Linked DNA regions of Mus musculus: regions 1, 2 and 4 are each linked to region 3. A link is a contact called in public HiChIP or PLAC-seq data. All regions are on one chromosome and are shown on one strand. Each heading gives the region's core, a stretch centred on a gene start, on an enhancer-like site or on the middle of the called end of the contact. The rest is flanking DNA. Distances are from core to core; before and after follow the strand shown.

What was found. HiChIP or PLAC-seq counts read pairs in DNA pulled down with a chosen protein or histone mark.
Region 1: a contact with region 3 is called in an H3K27ac HiChIP or PLAC-seq map of embryonic stem cells, with 10 times the contacts expected there. The contact joins two enhancer-like sites. A contact is called at or near these places in 2 of 15 datasets of contacts at CTCF or cohesin (large pre-B cells and pro-B cells) and 2 of 115 datasets of contacts at active chromatin or transcription factors (embryonic stem cells and large pre-B cells).
Region 2: a CTCF HiChIP or PLAC-seq map of large pre-B cells shows a contact between it and region 3, with 11 times the contacts expected there. The contact joins two enhancer-like sites. A contact is called at or near these places in 2 of 15 datasets of contacts at CTCF or cohesin (large pre-B cells and pro-B cells) and 1 of 115 datasets of contacts at active chromatin or transcription factors (large pre-B cells).
Region 4: a contact with region 3 is called in an H3K27ac HiChIP or PLAC-seq map of large pre-B cells, with 5 times the contacts expected there. The contact joins two enhancer-like sites. A contact is called at or near these places in 1 of 15 datasets of contacts at CTCF or cohesin (large pre-B cells), 1 of 115 datasets of contacts at active chromatin or transcription factors (large pre-B cells) and 1 of 9 other capture datasets (embryonic stem cells).

What each region holds. Positions count from the first base shown.
Region 1 is chr6:70,102,734-70,105,692 of GRCm38.p6, forward strand. It overlaps Igk. Among named protein-coding and RNA genes, the nearest start is that of Gm46962, 120 kb to the right of the region's middle. Within about 2 kb of position 1,263, at least 23 of the 459 cell types and tissues checked have an H3K27ac peak or open chromatin away from gene starts, as enhancers often do. A contact at or near this core is called in pro-B cells, where this site is marked.
Region 2 is chr6:69,968,593-69,971,863 of GRCm38.p6, forward strand. It overlaps Igk. Among named protein-coding and RNA genes, the nearest start is that of Gm46962, 250 kb to the right of the region's middle. Within about 2 kb of position 1,864, at least 5 of the 459 cell types and tissues checked have an H3K27ac peak or open chromatin away from gene starts, as enhancers often do.
Region 3 is chr6:70,708,456-70,711,746 of GRCm38.p6, forward strand. It overlaps Igk. Among named protein-coding and RNA genes, the nearest start is that of Gm46961, 8.8 kb to the right of the region's middle. Within about 2 kb of position 1,431, at least 57 of the 459 cell types and tissues checked have an H3K27ac peak or open chromatin away from gene starts, as enhancers often do. A contact at or near this core is called in pro-B cells, where this site is marked.
Region 4 is chr6:70,039,731-70,042,804 of GRCm38.p6, forward strand. It overlaps Igk. Among named protein-coding and RNA genes, the nearest start is that of Gm46962, 180 kb to the right of the region's middle. Within about 2 kb of position 1,406, at least 14 of the 459 cell types and tissues checked have an H3K27ac peak or open chromatin away from gene starts, as enhancers often do.

The DNA of each region.
Region 1 (2,959 bases), core at 13-2,512, 610 kb before region 3:
GGTGGCGTGGCCTGCGGTGCGTGGATGAGAGAGAGTATAAAAGGAGTGAGAGGCCCAGGGTTCGGGGGAGATATAAAAACAAGGGAGATATATAAACAAGGGAGATATAAACAAGGGAGTTATAAACAAGAAGAATCAGGACTGAATAAACGTGTGCAGAAGGATCCTGTAGCAGCGTCGTTCTTCCTGGCCTGTTGAGCGCGCGCAACAAAGAAGCCCAGCTAATATGTAGTCTGTCTCAAAATACTCTAGGGAATTCTTTGCTAATACTAACTACTATAAGGGTAACTCAAGAGCAGGTGTCCCTATGAACAATAACCCAGCTTCCTGAGCTGATTTGCATATTAAGAAATTAGCCACAGTGCAAATTCCATAGGACATCTTTTAAAGCAGATGGCCACTGCCTGAGAAGCATCCTCAAGTCCAGCTCTCAGAGATGGGGTCAGCTCTTCTGCTGTGGGTACTGCTGCTCTGGGTTCCAGGTGAGGGGTGATGGTGTTGGAAACATCCTCTGTGGTCACTGCTGTTTTTCATACATTGGTCTCCTAATCATTGAAATTTTGGCATTTAATTGGTTTTAAGTTTCCCTTTCATTTATGAGTTCTCATACTGCAGCTCATGCCTGCTGTTGAAAGAGTAGTAAACTCAGTGCTCCAAGGTATGCTAATCATAAAACAGATAGCCACATTCCTCCACCCACCCACTTCCTGTGTTCAAAGAGTGTTAATTCAAAGAAAGTCACCCTGACCATTACCGGAACCTGCAATGCAAATGTGCTATTGTTAGGGGCTCTTAGAAACTGTCTTGAGAGTTAACAATTACCAGGTATTCCTTGTGACTCTTGTAACTTTACTTTTGCTTTTTGTTTGCTCTCTCTCTCTCTCTCCCTCCCTCCCTCTCTCTCTTCCTCTCTCTCTCTCTCTCTCTTTCTCTCTCTCTCTCTCTCTCTCTCTCTCTCTCTCTCTCTCTCTCTCTCTCTCTCTCTCTGTGTGTGTGTGTGTGTGTGTGTGTGTGTGTGTTGCTCTCTCTCCGGTCAAGTCTGCTTGACAGGCTGAAAAAGTCTGTAAAGCACTCAACTAGGAAAAGAGTTTCAAGGAAACTCACCTCCTGGAGCTTTGGTGTTCTCATTTACCCACATACTCATACCATATTCCCGAGTTAGTCTGGTGTATGGAAAAATTCTGTTATAGTTAAGTCTCCCCAGTGTTCCATGGTCCCAGAAGCCGAACTTAGAATCCTGTAAGAATGCAGTAAGGAAGTTTACCTATTCAGTTACTAATTAAGCATTACAAAAGACGGAGTCAATAGCTCAGAGCTGGTCTATTAAGGACAGTAGCAAATCGCACCCAAACAAGGGAATACTATGAAAAAGCCAGGGAATCCCACTGAATTAGAAATCTTCAGTACAGGCTGCATTGCATATTAGAAGCAAGTTGGTAAATTCTTCTGACAAATGGAGATTCTCCAGATACTTAAAAGTTATACTCATATAAGAATTTAGCAAGGCCTAAGCTGACCCTAGGTAAGACTGCTTTATCTTTACTGTAAACATTTACCTGGTTCCTGTAAATCCTTTTGAAGTCATTCCTTTGTTTTGTGTCAGGCAACTTCAATGTACCTTGCCTGCTGTGACTTCTGATCCCTTGTATTTTCTGTACTGTATAAGACTGTTGTTCACTTTGTGACAATACATTCAGATCCTACACAATCTCGCGTATTGATCTGTCTGTCACTCACCGACTCCTTGTCCATCTGCCCCAGAGACCCGTTCCATGCAGACAAAGGGACCCAGAGGGTCTGCAGCATGTGTGTGTGTGTGTGTGTGTGTGTGTGTGCATGTGTGTGTGTGTATATGTGTGTTCTTTGTCACACAAATGCACTATTCTTGCCCCATCTTATGTGATGGGTATGAAAAACTCCATTTTGTGCTAGACACCAATTCTACCTTTGTAGAACATAAGCCCCTAGCCCTTGCCCCCTTCTCAGAATTGTAAGACTGTTATGAAATGATTACCTGCTTGCACTATGTTCTGTAAACTCCACTTATTGCTAAATACCCAGAGACTGAGGTAGTTTCTCACGCAGCTCCAAATTCCACAGGAATAAAGTAGCTGTGACTCACCTTTGAAATTCTTCTCTTTATGGGGGCCTTAGTTACAAATTTGACCACAGGGACTAAGAACTGTATTTGAATGTAGGGACCCTGGTATAGCTGTCTCATATGAGGCTATGCCAGTGCCTGGCAAACACAGAAGTGGATGCTCACAGTCAGCTATTGGATGGAACACAGGGCCCCTAATGGAGAAGCTAGAGAAAGTACCCAAGGAGCTAAAAGGGTCTGCAGCCCTATAGGAGGAACAACAACATGAACTAACCAGTACATATGCAACTAGAGACACAAGCTCTTTTACGACATTTGTATACAATTACTATATATTAGTAAAGAAACTTAAGAAACAGCAAAATTTCTCAGAGTGCATAAACTCTTACAACATAGCACTGACATTGGACCTGAGTTTGATCTCAATTATCTATATGGCACAAGAGGAAAATCAAGTCCAGGTTGTCCTCTAAACTCCACAAACGTGCCATGATAATTGTGTACCTATACACGTGAACACGCAAAAAATGTAATTAAATGCAAAAATGTAATTAACCAAAATGTAATAAAAAGTGAAAGAATTTATGGAAAAGGAAAAAAGAAAAAGAAGTGTATACCCATAATGAAGTAGGAAAGTACTCTAGAGGTTAGGCAAAGCAAGAAACATTATTCCTAAAACCTCCAAAGTATAGAGTTGTTTGCCAACAAATTCACATGAGCCCATAGAGTTTTATGTTGAATTACAGAACTCCACAACGATAAAAACAATAAATCTCTCATATTAAAAGAAAAGAGGTTGTGTTACAGAAGGAACAGAAAGATAATACTGAGCTACTTCTTAAAATTTTTTATACCAAA
Region 2 (3,271 bases), core at 614-3,113, 740 kb before region 3:
GAGATCTAGTGAAGACATGTAGTCCATGCTGTTAATGTTTGTGTTTTTACAGTAATGCCTAGATATCTGGGATTGGGAAAATTGTAAATCTATGTGCTGATATCTGATCTTATGTTTTGAGTGTATGCTTTAGTCCTTGGTTTCAGTTTTCCTTTCTGGTTCTAAATAGAGTGTGGTAGCTGTGTTTCCTGGTGTGAAATTATTTCGAAATTTTGATTAATATGGCCACTGGGCCTTGAAGACAAAAATGTCTTCAAGGTATTTGGAGATGACACTTGGGGATGGGGATAAAGATGTTCAAGGACAGGAGGAATGAAGAGTGTTTCACCAGAATTTGTTTAGAGGCCTGGGAATGGGGCAGAGAGTGAGGAAGAGCCAAAACAGATAGTAGCTGCAGAAAAGGTATAAGACTGGGAGATTTTTATTTTGAAGAGGAGGAAGAGTGAAGATCGGGCAGTTAGCATGTCTGCCTCACTGGCCTAATTGCTTCAGTGGAAGGTTTTGCTGGAAGATTCCCATGAAACAACTGCTGGTAGTGGGGGCTGGTATATCAGGATGAATAGGATAGGGTAGTTATAATATTTTTGTGAACCTCTGGAAATGGAGGCAGAGAAGGAGGAAAGGTCTCAGCAACAGAGATGGGGATGAGACTGAGAGACTGGATTTTAAAGAGAGGAGAAAAAGATGAAGATCTGTGTGCAGTTAAGATATCTGCTTCCCTGTCCTCCCATATGTACACAGTCACAGCATTCTTGGGCATGTACTAAAAGAACTCTATTGATATCACTGAGATATGTGCACATCTATGCTTATTGCTAGCCTATTCATGAGAGTTAAGATGTATAACTAGCATAGATGTCCAAGAGTGAATACAGAAAATAGAGTATATACTCACCACAGGAATTTATTCAACTGTAACAAAAAGTAAAATCATAGAATTTCCAGGAAAATGGATAGATGTGGAAACTATAGTAAAAAATGAGGTTATCCAAAATCAAACGAAAATAAAGTTTGCGTTCATATACAGAAGCTATCCTATAAAGTATATGTGCAGGCATTTTCACACACACACACACACACACACACACACACACACACACATAACATAAATCTCATACATACATCTTTTTATAAAAGGTATATATTTTTAAAATGTTAATTATAAAATCCTGGACCATTTATTTTCAGGATTTTTTTCAGGTTTAATTATAATATTTTATTAGTTCTTCGATAACTTCATTTACTTTATTTCACCCCTATTCAACCCTCTCTACTAACACCATTCAAATACACACATCTCTAACTGACCCTCAATGTGCAAAATAAAACCATTCATTTTTTTTCAATTACTAACTAGCCGTATCTGTCATCTTATGTACAGTATTTGATTCAGATTCTCGTACTAGGAGACATTTGTTCTTCAGTTGAAACTTTACACTATTCCTAGACCTAGATGAATTTGATGTAGTATTTTTTCTTATTGGAGCTTGTCCCTGTGGATTGCAACATTCTGACTTTTACCACTCACTATTCAGAAATGTGTCCATTTTCCTTATAGACTACTTGATCAAATGACGTTGCATAAAGAGCCTTTCAAGTGGTTTCACAAGCTCTTTTCATATCCAGGTCAGGCTCGCTTTGTTTCTGAGTTGTTTTACACAGAGAGGGTGACTGTCAATGAAACCAAGAGAGCTATTGCCAAGTCTGTAATTCTAGTGCTGAGGTAAAGAGATTTCTGCTGGAGGAGAGCTTCTCAGGTTTCATTGCCCCAAATATGTTTATGAACTGAAGGCTTCTAATACGGCCTCAATCTGAGAAAAATTCTCAGTCAGTTGGGGATACCACAAGGAACATCTGGAGCAACTCAACCTCACAGTTCTGCTTTATTTGGTGGTTTATGCTCTGATGTATATCCATCAGATACAGCTGTGGGAGGTAAGCTGTTTCCTTGTTGTCAGTAGCAAACTGAAGCATCTTCAGGCTGTAGGCTGCTGATGACAAAGTTGAAGTCTATCTCTGATCCACTGCCACTGAAACAAGAAGGGACCCAGAGATGCTCAGGAAGACATACTCGATGTGGACACTTGAAGCCTCTTTTTGTTTGTTTGTTATTGTTTTTTGTTTTGTTTTGTTTTGTTTTGTTTTCTGGTACCCATATCAGCTTGTTCTAATGCCCAGCCTATCTCTTCAGTTGTTAGTCACACTTTTCCAGATACTTATAGCAGGTGTGCTGGAGACTGAGTCATCACAATGTCACCCATTGAGGCTAAAACAATTCATGAAATATTAGTAGAAAAAAGGGAAAATACATTATCTGTTTAAATTTTCAGGTCTAAACAACAATAATTCCCCATGACTCAGTATTTCCTTATATAGAATGAAAAGTGGGTATTCTTTTACCACCATCTGCTTTTTTTTGCTTTGTCCAATCACCTGATCTGAAATCTAGATGAGTACTCCAGTGATAGTAGATAAAGGTAGCACCTTCCTATTTTATTTCACCTTGGGTATGCTGAGCATGCCACAGCACAGGGAAGCACATTTTAAGAGGCAGAGACACAGACACGAGACAAAAGAAATACTTGTGCAAATGATTCTGACTTCATATTATTTTAAGTACTGAGACTGTCAGAGCAGACCACTCTGCCCTTATCTGTCTATATTATGGCTCCTTCTCCTGGCCACTGGATGCAGTGTTTGTAGTTGACAGAGATCTGTGTTTGCTTTATAGGATTAAGCAGTGATGTATAATGTGATGTATAATATATAATTCAGTTCATTTTATACTTAGACTCATCTGGAAAATACACCTCATCAGATCCTTTGTCTTAGTTTATGCTTGTGTTGTTTCCCCTGGCATTTCTCAAACTATAGGCTAAATTGATGAATATTTTTATCATCTGAATATTTTATAGAGCCTCACACTATATAACACTATATAGTGCTAATTAGAATTAATAAAAAAAAGAGATGCAAACATTTGAGATCTTAGTAAGACATTTTTCTTCCAGACAGGTCAAATGTCAACTTTAAAAAGTCCATGGGCCTAAACATTGACATATAAATGTCTGAATATCAAAGTGTTAGTTACCCCATTACAAATAAAAAAGAAGTCTTACCAAAGTTTGGAGCTGAGACAAAAGGATGGACTATCTAGAGACTGCCATATCCAGGGATCCATCCCATAATCAGCCTCCAAACTAGCAAGATTATGCTGATAGGACCCTGATATAGCTGTCTCTAGTGAGACTACGCCGGGGCCTAGCAAACA
Region 3 (3,291 bases), core at 181-2,680:
ATAAAAAAATGGGGAAAAAAGAATAAAAGCAGAAACTAATGAAAAATGTGGTTATAAAGTGAATAAAACTGTGATTGAAATATCTTTCTCTTGAAAAGGATCATTAAAACAGATGAATATTGAGCTATTTAAAGGTAAAACATGCCAAAAATCATGTTATGAAGGAGCAAAGAGAAAACAACTGTATCTATAGCTCCTGAAGAGCTTAAGTTTGGAGGAGTGTGTCCTGCTTTTAAAGAGGTAGAACCATGCTGTAGATGAAGCCCATGATGTTCTGTGAAAAGAGAAGTAACCCTGACTCCAGAAGATGTGTTCAACTGGAAAAGATCAATAATCAAAGATCGTAAAACAATTGGGAGAGACCCACCATCCCCTCCTCTGTGGGAAAGTTCAAGGTCATTTTCTTGAAAAGTTCTAGCATATGTTTTTGGAGTAGTAGTAGTTGTTGCTGTTGTTGTTGTTGATGATGATGATGATGATGTTGTTGTTGTTGTTGTTGTTATATAAACCTTCTTTGGAGCATAGAAAACTACAAAAACAGAAACAAAAAACAAAAAAAAATATCTATTTCAGATAACCTATATTCAATACAGCTGCATTAATGAGGCAATTTATCATCAATGAAGCATCACCTATTGTTGATTTGTTAAAGATTATTTATCTTCAATATAAGTAAAAGCCTGATAACTGGCCCTGTTGACTGTGGCTTTTACTGCTGTTTCTCTGTGCTGAAACTATCCATACAAAATAGAAATAAAGTCTGAAAAGTCAAAAAAAACACAATGTTCTGATAGTTGGAAACCGTGTGTATATGTGGGGTGGGGGAGGGGGTAATGCTCATAAATGTGTGACAGAGAGATAGGGGAAGAGGAGAAAGACAGATCTTCTAAAAACAACAGTCTGGTCCCATTATGGGGGTGGAGACCTGGCCAAATTGAGATCTCTGCTTTTGTTTGCAGGACAGTTCTGTGACCCATGACTGGGCCTCTGTAGACTTGCCGCTTATACAACACTGCCATCTGCTGATACAGCATTAGCACCCTGACTTGCTCTGGTGATAAACTGGAGGCACTGTGAGATCATTTCCTTGTCACTGTTTCCTGTGCCACACCCATTCATATGTACTAGAAATAGTCTGAGAAGAAAAAGACGTTCAGATAGGAAGGGAGCATGTAATGTACCTATATATCTACATAGATACTTACTCAAGGGGAGGGAGGGTTTGGTGTGTGTGTGTGTGTATCTCCCGTGCACACACACACACACGAAAAAGTTGGAGAGGAAAGATTTTTTTTTTAAACAACAGTCTGATCCCATTATAGAGGTGGAGACCTGACAAGATTCAGATCACTGGCTTTGTTTGCAGGCCAGCTCAGTGACCCATGATCGGGCCTCCGTAGGCTCACTGCTTATACAGCACTGCCATCTGCTGACACAGCTTCTCTGTTGACACAGCTTCTGCCCCCTGCCATGCTCAGATAATGAGCTGTTCATTGGCTCTGTGAGATCGATTCCTTTTCATTGCTTTCATTTTTGATATCTAAACAATGTTTCTACAATTCAGAGACACAAACAAATTGTATAAATAACTTCAATTTTACAAGTTAACATTTTCCACCTTTTACTGGTATCAAACGGCTTGCCGTGGTTCTGACCTGCCAAGATAGGGAGTAAAGCTCTCTTTGGTCTCTAGTCCCAGGCCTTGGAGTTCCAAAAGCCTGGGTTTGGAGGGAGTCCCAGAAGTTTACAGCTCCAAGCCCTGAGAGCTAGAGGCCTACTGTTCCAGGTTTTGAAATCCAACAGGATGACTAGGGAGAGGTGGCTCAGTGGTTAAGATGTGCCCTGCTTTTTCAGAGGATGTAAGTTCAGTTCCTAGCACCCATATCAGGCAGCTCACATGCAGTTACATATAACAGCCTGTAATTTCATCTCCAAGGATCTGAACATCTCTTCTGGCCTCCTCAAGCACTGTGTTCACATGCATGCACAGTGTGTGTGTGTGTGTGTGTGTGTGTGTGTGTGTGTGTGTGTGTGTGTACTATATATACACACATATATAGTAGAGTGAGTTGAGCTGGTAGCCTGGGGTGTCTGACACCTTGGCCCTTTGACAGTTCCTTAGAAATCTCCCAGTACCAGGGCCAGAAGTTTCTTGTCTTCAGCAGCTGTCTCTATTGCCTCTGCTCCTCCTCATCTCTACCACAGCCTTTTGATGTCACTGCCGATGTCACCAAGGACACTTCCTTCACCACTGACATTGCCTTCATTGTCCCTGCTTCCTTCCTTTCCTCATGTTACCAGCTCAACTCACTCTACTAATGATAAAACGCAAAAATAGGCAAGACCGGGCCTTTTATTGCAACTTAATGCTTCAGCTTCAACACCAGAGAGCAACATCTAGCTGGTATCTCCAGGTTAACTTGCAGAGTGAACCAAGCAGAGCACTTATATAGCCAGAGTGGGAGTGTGTCCAGTGTGTGTGCACGTGGCAGTACATCACACCAATGAAGAACAGTATTCTCACCAAGCATGAAGGGCTGCACCTGTCCCAATCACAGCAGTCCCTCAGACACTCAGAATGAAGTCACACACCTTCAGACTGCCTTCTTGACTGATATTCCTTCATTCAAGGCCATACATAGCTCCATAGGATGAAGCAGTCTTAATTTACCATTCAAATCATCCAAGCTATCAGGAAAATTGACATTAAGAAACACATCTACAATAAAGTTGTCATTCACAGTGATTTAACAATAGGTTAAGAATGCATAGCTCCTGCCTCAGTGATCCCATGAGTAATGGGCCTCCTAATATGACTGTTTTACTTATCCCACCATCCAACCACCCTTGGCAACCACCACACACATCTCTTTGACATGTGTGTATGAGATATTTTAATCATATTCAAGGCTGATTACCTTCTCTTATCTCCCTCACATTCTAACTACATCCCTGCTAACTTTGTGTCCGTTTTTAAGGTTTATTTTTATTTATGTGTATGTGTGTGTGTCTGTTATGGACCATGAGAATGTGTCCAATCGCCTGGACCTGGAGTTACAAACAGTTGTGAATTGCCTGCTGTGGGTGCTGGGAATCAAATTCAGGCCCTCTGCAGGAGCGTCAAGTGTTCTTGGCCGCTAAGCCACCTTCCCACAACCCCACACACTTTTTGATAACCCGTTAGCTGAGGTAACTTACATAAACTCGGGTTAGGGGTTATTTAACAAAGCATGATCAACTTAGCAGTGGGTATATCACTGAAGAAACTTTTGTTCCCTCCCCTAGCAACTA
Region 4 (3,074 bases), core at 156-2,655, 670 kb before region 3:
TCAGAATCATGGGGCACTAGATAGTGATATCCAGAGAGATTATATCATTTATTTACAAGAGAAGACAGTAAAACCTGAATGTAAACAAGAGAAAAAGAACAGCTAATAGGCCAAAGGCCACGGACGAGCATCTATAATGGACACAGAGATACAGATCAAGTAAGTCAGCTGCAGGAGGCTGGCCTGTGTGGTCCACTGAAGAACTTTTGAAATTTCAAGAAAATAAAAATGGAAATGTGACATTATGGTAAAAATTTTAATTTGTATCTACAGGACAAAAACAACGTTCAACATTCAAGGCTCTGATTACATTTGAGTGATTAAGTAAAGTTTCCTGTAAGTTTAAAATTATTATCTACTCCCTATATTGAACACATACACAAATGCTTGAGACTGAGATATTTAGGAAGGAAATAAATTGAAAGTGTATAAAGCATATATAGTGGGGCAATCATATCAGTTTCAGAAATCTGTTTCACAGCTTCACTCTTGCAAACAAGATTTCTAAAATCACAGGGTTGATATGTGTGGGAAAAGACACTGCTCAGAAATTTAGTTTAAGTGAGTAACTACCACAGGAGGTTTTTGGTTAGCTCTAGAACACTAAGGGAGGAAAATCCCATCTCTGATAACAGTATAGGTTGCATCATCATCAGCCTCCACAGGATGGACAGTGAGAGTGAGATCTGTCACAGGCCCACTGCCATTGAACCCGGTAGGGACCCCAGATGGGAGGTTGGATGCTAAATAGATGGAGAGTTTGGTTTCTGTTGATACCAGTGTATATATATAACTGTCACTAGTTGAACTGACACTTGGACTGGCCATGAAAGAGATGGTGGTCCTCTGCCCTATCGACACAAAGAAGCCAGAGACTGGGTCAATGCAATGTCACCAGTTGATCCTGCAATGATAAGCACACATTGCTGTCACCGATATACAAAAAGCATTCTAGTATAGAGTCACTCTATGTGGTGTATAAAACAGTAGTCATGAGCTACATTCTGAGAAGCTGTAACATAAATAAGAATCTTAAAACCAATTGACTGTTATAATTTCAATGATCAGGACACTGAGGCATGGAAAACAGCAAGGAACACAATGGATGCTCCCAACACTACACACTCTCACCTGGAACCCAGACCAGCAGTACCCACAACAGGAGAGCAGACCCTCTCTGAGAGCTGTACTAGTGGCTGGCTCTTGGATATTGGCAAGCTGCCTTTAAAGATGGACTAAGCAATCTAAAGTGTAGTTGATGTCTTAATATGCAAATAAACTCAGCAAAGCTTGACTTGGTGATCAAAGAACACCTGCACTTGAGTCATCCTGTGGCCGTTAGGATTAGCAAAGATTTCCCTAGAGTGTTTCAAGTGTATGCCAAGTGATGTTGTGGCTGGCCCCAGGGAACCATCATGTCCTGTTATTCTGAGCTTCTGTGGGGAACGTGAGCTGTCATTGCTCTACTGTAAAGGATGTGAGCTCCAGAAGCACCATTATCTCTCAGAGTTAAGGTTTTTAAAAATGTCTTTATTTTCACTTTAGGGATATGTGTGTTTGGCCTACATGTATGTCTGTGCACTACATTTGTACCTATTGCTGTTGGATTTCAGAAAGGGGAATTGGTTACCTTAGAAGTGGAGTTACATCTTGGGAAGATTATATGCCCCAGTACAGGAGAATGCCAGTTCCAGGAAGCAGGAGTGAGTGGGTTGGGGAGCGGGTGGGGGTGGGGGGAGGGTATAGGGGACTTTCGGGATAATGTTTGAAATGTGAATGAAGAAAATATCTAATAAAAAATAAATTAAAAAACAAAAGAAGTGGAGTTACAGATGGTCATGAACTGGCATATAAATCCAGGGAACTGAATTCATATCTTCTGCAAGAACAGAAAGGGGTCTTAAACACTGAGCTGTCTCTCTGGTTCCCAACTGCTTTTTTAAATCTCAGAATATCATACTTGTCATTGCAACATTTGTCGCTAAAAGAAAACAAACTTGTTTATTTATTAGCATAGAGGAAAAAAAAGAATGTATCATGATTACATCAAAGAGGGCAGTTGGTTCAAGTAAAAGGCTTTAATATAAATTTAATTAGGAGCAGAAGTTGACTTTGCCTTTCTTGGTGTCAAAGATAGAAGCCAAGTATTCTGCCACTTTTCAGTAGAAGCTGTCAGGAGGGATGTAGATCCCTCCAACTATGCCCTATATTCTTTGTTATAGTCAGAAAAGACCCAACTACTCCTGGTCCCTTCAGGGATTTTATCACGAGCTTGCATGAATTTTCTGCACAAGCAGAGACCATGATATGGTTGCTACATCTTAATGGTTGTCTCATATTATTGTTCCTCCTATGGGGCTGCAAACTTCTTCAGCTCCTTCAGTCTTTTCTGTAGCTCCACCATTGGGGACCCTGTGCTCAGTCCAATGGTTGGCTATGAGTGTCCACCTCTGTATTTGTCAGGTACTGGCAGACCCTCTCAGGAGACAGCTATATCAGGCTCCTGTCAGCAAGCACTTGTTGCCATCTACAATAGTGTCTGGGTTTCATGACTGTATATAGGATGGATGCCCAATTGGGGCAATCTCTGGATGGTATTTCCTACAATCTCTGGTCCACGTTATATCTTCACATTTCCTCCTGATTGTATTTCCCAGAATCACTGCCAAGAATATCTGCTTTAAATAAGTCCATAATCACGTTCTTAATCAGGATATGAACACAATTGGTTAGTGTATTGGTTACACAAGACCACACAATGTTTCCCTCTGAAAACATTAAGCTCTTTAATTCATATGAGATGTAAGGACTGAAAGGTAACATCTTTTGACACAAAATTAAATCTACCATTAGGATGGAGGGAGGTTTCTCAGTCTCTAGAGTTGGAAATCAGATATGGAGACTTCACAAGGAGATGTGGCCCCAGAAACAAGAGCAAAAAATATCACACTTTCTCTCCTTTGTGGATTCTAAATACACCAATCCTATGTGTGTAATTTTTATGTTTCTAGGTGAGAATGTGTATGCATGTGTATATTTCTGTATGAGAGCATATGTGTGCAAGTATGATTGTG